Linked DNA regions of Mus musculus: region 2 is linked to region 1. The links are chromatin contacts, called in public Hi-C maps. All regions are on one chromosome and are shown on one strand. Each heading gives the region's core, a stretch centred on a gene start, on an enhancer-like site or on the middle of the called end of the contact. The rest is flanking DNA. Distances are from core to core; before and after follow the strand shown. Region 1 has its middle 9.9 kb from the start of Gm30149. Region 2 overlaps Il16 (interleukin 16).

Region 1 (2,700 bases), core at 43-2,542:
TGTCTTAAGCTACTCTCCTCCCTCCCTCCCAACTAACACCGTAATAGTTCCGCATTTTATCCAAAATATTTATTAATTAAACTTCTAAGGTCCTTGGGAGCCAGGTGCTATTTAGAGGGGAGGGGTCTTATTATTTTGAGATAGGCCAAAGGCCTCATAAATCGCAAATATGGGAAAGAATTTGAAACCTATTCTAAAAGGCTTTCAAATCCCAAGGCGACAAATGTCTTATTCTAAATATACCATCACATTCAGAGTAACGTGTGTTAACTTATTTAAAAAGATATAAAACCCAACAAAACCTCACATCTGCGATCCTCAGGCCCATCTAAAATAAATTCCACCGGTCAGGAATGTCTACGGGGTGGGGCAAGTAGAGTTACACGGATTTGGGCAGGAAGGGGAGGCTTCAGGCTTTCGCAGCAATTCCAGGATACTAGACAATTATGCCTAATTTCCTACGTTTTAATACATACAAAACCAGATTTCCCTTTCTTTCTTTTCTTTTTTTTTTTTTTTTTTTTGCTTTTTTTCACAAAAGCCAAACAGACAAGCTTGGATTCTGCCACACTGGCCGCCCCTACAGTGAGGAGGTCCCGAAGCGCCCCGGGGTGGATAGGGGTGGGGTGTGGTCCACCTCCCAGCAGGTTCCATCTCTACCATTGCTGACCCCGGCGGGGTCCACGGTCAGCATTTTTCCTGCTCTTGCTCGCTGTTGGCCTCGCCCTGATCTAATCGCTCCCCTAGGAGGTCGACAACGCTCAGAGGACAAATGCAAAGCGGACAAAGCAAATTAAGGAAAGGCGCCGCGAAGGCCCAAAGGGAGTCCTGGATCCCGGCCAGGGGTCTCGTGATGGGCGCGCTGGCGACCGCACCCTGGGCCTGTCCAAGCGGCCTCCCAAGCTGGCGGAAGCCGGCTACGCCCCGCAGGCTGGGCCCCGACCGGCCCTTCCACTCCGCCCTTCGGGACGCTCCGGGTTCCGAGGGCGCAGGCAAGGCGCCCATCCCCCGCGGCGCCATCTTGTTGTTTTCGTGCATTCCTCCTCCTCCTCCTCCTCGCCCCATCCCCACCCCACCCCACCCCATCCCGGCCACGTGGCGCGCGGCTGCGGAAGAGAAGGCCCCAGCCCAACTTCCGGCCAGACCGGTTCCAGCCGGTTGCGGGACTCAGACGCGCGGCTGCCCCCTGGTGGCCGGACGCGGCGCAGCGGGCCACGCCTTGCCTCCTCCGCCATTTGCTGCGCGGCGCGAGGCACGTCCACACTCTGCCGCCGCCGTCGTCATCCGCCGCCATCCCGAGGGTGCGCGGGTTGCGAGGGGGAGGATGACCCGCGTCAGGCGTGGGAACGCCTCTCTTCCGGAGTGATCAGAAGGTCGCTGCGGCAGAGACGGGCGCTTGGTGTAAAAACTTTACTCGTGCCGCCCGTCTGCCCACCGCAGCCTGTCCTGGGTATTCTGCTTTCTATGTGGATTTCTCGTTAGCGTTTCATTCCAGACTAGCATTTCTCGGGTGTGTGCTGTGGGCGGGGCCCGTGCGGTCTCTTACTTAGACATCCTAGGTGGCTCCCAGGATCACAGTGGTCACACCCGGGGTCACAGACCACTAAGGCGCGGGACGAGGAGCCTGCATCGGAATCTAGGGCAGCGGATGCTTTACTGTGAGGTTCTCTTGGTCAGCATCTTCAGGGACCTCCTTGGAGGTCTCCCCACACTCACCTAAACTGAAAGCTTTGGAGTGAAGGAGACCTGACAGACGTTTAACACGCTCCAAGGGCATTTTGAGACTTACTGAAGACCCTTTATGTACCTGGCAGCCCTTCTAATAATGACGATGCCTTGGGGTGGGGGTGCTAACGCCCGAGCCAGACTTTAATATGGGCAATTCATGTACTTTTCGCCTTGTACTCTCCCTGGCTCACTGCTTTGTCAGAGAGGAAGCTGGTTCCCATTTCCATGGACCGTGCTAGAGTTTTTGAAACAATCCAAATTGTACACGCATTCGCTTGTACGGTATATACATAAAAACGAAGCAAAGGCAACCAAGTTTCAACATGGTTCACCTCCAATAAAGGAGGTAGGTTGCCAGGGCGGACGGGAAAGGTTTGTTTTGTTTTTGTTTTTGTTTTTGTTTTTTTTTTTTGGGTAAGTGTAACTTTCCAACTTGAACTATTTCAGCATTTATTCCAAAGAAAATAAGGAGTTATATTCAGAACGGTGTTAGAGTTAAAACTAGAATCCAATCCAAATGGCTCCAGATTCCCTGCATTCTGTTGACTATAATATAAAAATCTACTTTAGCCGGGCGTGGTGGCGCACGCCTTTAATCCCAGCTCTCAGGAGGCAGAGGCAGGCGGATTTCTGAGTTCCAGGCCAGCATGGTCTACAAAGTGAGTTCCAGGACAGCCCAGGCTACACAGAGAAACCCTGTCTCGAAAAGCTGGGCGGTGGTGGCGCATGCCTTTAATCCCAGCACTTGGGAGGCAGAGGCAGGCGGATTTCTGAGTTTGAGGCCAGCCTGGTCTACAGAGTGAGTTCCAGGACAGCCAGGGCTATACAGAGAAACCCTGTCTTGAAAAACCAAAAAAAAAAAAAAAAAAAAAAAAAAAGAAAAAAGAAAACAAAAATCTACTTTAAACATAAAATGTTCAATAGACTTGTATTTCCAACAATAATAAGATTTATTTAAACATTTAGACTTCT
Region 2 (2,721 bases), core at 31-2,530, about 10 Mb after region 1:
AATTTATTCAGGCAAATGTTCCCTGGCTCAGCACTTGGTGAATGAGGGGAGAGGGAGGAGGTAAGGCAAGAGGATGAGAGATGGGGACTAATCAGAGAATACAAAATCATTTTCTTAAATGTGAGTGGTATTTTAAGACAGTGTGGGTGCCCACAGAGCTCCCACAGAGGCCGGATTGGGCATCAGATCCACAGGAACTGGAGTTACCGGTGATTACTAGCCTCCGTGTAAGTGCGGGAATGGAGCTTGGATCTTTTAGAAGAGCAGCCAGTGATCCTGAGTCATCTCTCCAGGTTCATGGGAAGTATCTTGAAGGTCATTTGGGTACAGGAAATTGGGTTACCTTCAGTTACATTAAATGTAACCTGTCGTACATATCTGCTTGAGAAGGGTCTTAGGACCCTAGAGAGAAAAGACTACAGACAGAAACAAGAGAAGAAGGTAGGAAAAAAGAAGGGAAGAGGGAGAAAAGGGAGAGAGAAGAAGGGTTGAAAATGGAATCACAGGCAATAAGATCCATTGAGAAAGGTCTGGGAGTGGCCAAGGCTGTTAAGAATGGTGTAGAAGGTCAACTGCTTCCTGTTTTCTGTCAGACTAGAAGCCTGTCTTTGTGATCTCTCTGCCAGCACAACAATGCTCTGTTGGTTGAGTGAATAAGTTACAGAAGGGTCTACTGGCCATGTGGGATGATGCAGAGAGGACAAAAGAGCAGCCACAGAACGGCCTTTGTGTTAGTGTGGACCATATTGCTGGTGTGAACAGGGAAGGAAGCCAAAGGCAGGGCAGATTGCTCAAGATGTGGGATGCTGAACAGAGAAATCAGAGAGAGAGATAGAGAGAGAGAGAGAGAGAGAGAGAGAGAGAGAGAGAGAGAGAGAGAGAGAGAGAGAGAGTGCACATGCTCGCACATACATGTGTTTATATTTGTCTGTGTGCTGTCTTAAATACCTTGGCTCCTTGCCTGGCCTTCCCTACAGAACACCTGCTTCCTCCCCTGGCTGTCTTACTTGGCAATGCTCCTTGCCCGACATGTGGCCCCACCCAATCAGGAAGCCAAAGAGATTCATCAAGGCACCTGTTCTCCTTTCCTGGGTCTGCAGGAGGAAAGCAAAATGTCTACCCTTTCAACATTTCCTTCTGGTTTGCCTTCTAGATTCTGCCTCAGATCCAAATGAAGTGTTTGCTGAAGGGGGAGTCAGGGAAACACATTCACAGGATACCCCGCCCTCTCTGGTTGCTAGTCAGCCCGGCACGTTCAGCTGCCTGAAAGTCTGTACTTCCTGTTTGGTAACACAGCTCCTCCTTCACTGTGTCTTCACCAAGGAACTCAAGAATTTCCTTCCCCATCCACCTCACTGAAGCTTGTCAATGGGCAGTTTGACAAATCTCCTGCTTTCTTCTAGGGGATTTCCAGAGGCCTTACTTCACCCCTAGCAGCCTTCACTGCACGCCTCAGCAACACAAACTTAAGTAAGTTCTTCTTCTGTGAAACTGGGAATCTCACCCTCAGACCCGGGGAAGGATGAACTAAAACAACGTGCGTGAACATATCTAGCATAATGCCTATGGTGGTTTGAGTAGGGACAGCCCTCATAGAGTTGTGTGTTTAAGTGCTTGGCCAATAGGCACTGGCACTAGTAGGGAGTGTGGCTTTGTTAGAGTAGTTGTGGCTTTGTTGGAGGAAGTATGTCACTGTGGAGGCGGGCTTTGAGGTCTTATATGCTCAAGCTATGCCCAGTGTGGCAGTCTCCTTCTGCCTGTAGATCAAGATGTAAAACAAAGCCCCTCCAGAACCATGTCTGCCTACCTGATGTCATGTTTTCCACAATGACAGTAATAGATTAAACCTCTGAAATTGTAAGTCCAATTAAACGTCCTTTATAAGAGTTGCCATGGTCTTGGTGGCTCTTCACAGTAATAGAAACCCTAAAACAGTGTCCTTTGTTGAAAGGGCTCAAGTTTCAGCAGCTGCCTTCCTGTCTACCTACCATCCTTTGGGTGTAAAGCTAGAGGAAGAAGCTCCAAGAGAAGTTATGGTGCTGGAGTCTTCAATATACGGAAGGGAAGATCTAAGTCTCACAACAGCCTGTAGAGGGAGCCACTCAAAAAGCCCAAAGTAGCAGCTAAGGACACCTAGACTTAGAGAGGATGGTTTCCGAGTCTCCCCACCTCCAGAAGGCAAAGTTAATTTCTCGCGAACATCTTGTACTCCCACAAGCAATCATTCTCCCTCTGCTTTAGCTATTGGGGTGACTACTTGTGGTTAGCAGAGCATCTCAGATTCCTGGACTCAGCCTCCCCACCACAAAGTAACCCTGCTGCTGATACACCAGCGCGTGAGCCATGTGACCCGCGAGTGTTACTGCCAACAGTTGGCAGGCCCGGAACTTCCGGTTTGGTTCTGCGAAGCTTCATATGTCTCTGCACAGTGAGCTTAAAGAGAGTGCTTCTCTATGCCAGAGTACAGGAAGCCTGCAGACATTTCTAATGCTCAAGGGCAGCAGCTTTGCATGTTGCAGGGGACACACGTCCCACTGAGCACACCCTCCTACCTGGCTGCAGGTGGGCAAGGTGTGCCCAGAAGGGTCTGTGACCTTCTCTTTCTCCTCCAGTTTCTTCTGAGGCTCGCTGTCATTTTTAAAGTATTTTCTGGGTGGAGGCTTGGGTTTGGAGGATGTCGGCTTTCTCACCAAAATCTCAAAAGATTTCTTCAGTCTCAGT

Evidence for each region. Hi-C and Micro-C count contacts between places; a contact is called where the count stands out from the background.
Region 2: a Hi-C map of CD8 T cells shows a contact between it and region 1, with 8 times the contacts expected there. The contact joins two enhancer-like sites. A contact is called at or near these places in 2 of 39 promoter capture datasets (liver and pre-B cells) and 1 of 484 Hi-C or Micro-C datasets (CD8 T cells).

Annotation. Positions count from the first base shown.
Region 1 is chr7:73,617,334-73,620,033 of GRCm38.p6, forward strand. No RefSeq gene overlaps it. Among named protein-coding and RNA genes, the nearest start is that of Gm30149, 9.9 kb to the left of the region's middle. Within about 2 kb of position 1,293, at least 332 of the 459 cell types and tissues checked have an H3K27ac peak or open chromatin away from gene starts, as enhancers often do. A contact at or near this core is called in CD8 T cells and liver, where this site is marked.
Region 2 is chr7:83,658,246-83,660,966 of GRCm38.p6, forward strand. Il16 (interleukin 16) reads right to left here. Exons shown (of 19, transcript NM_001360087.1): 12 at 2,553-2,721. Among named protein-coding and RNA genes, the nearest start is that of Stard5, 28 kb to the left of the region's middle. Within about 2 kb of position 1,281, at least 149 of the 459 cell types and tissues checked have an H3K27ac peak or open chromatin away from gene starts, as enhancers often do. A contact at or near this core is called in CD8 T cells and liver, where this site is marked.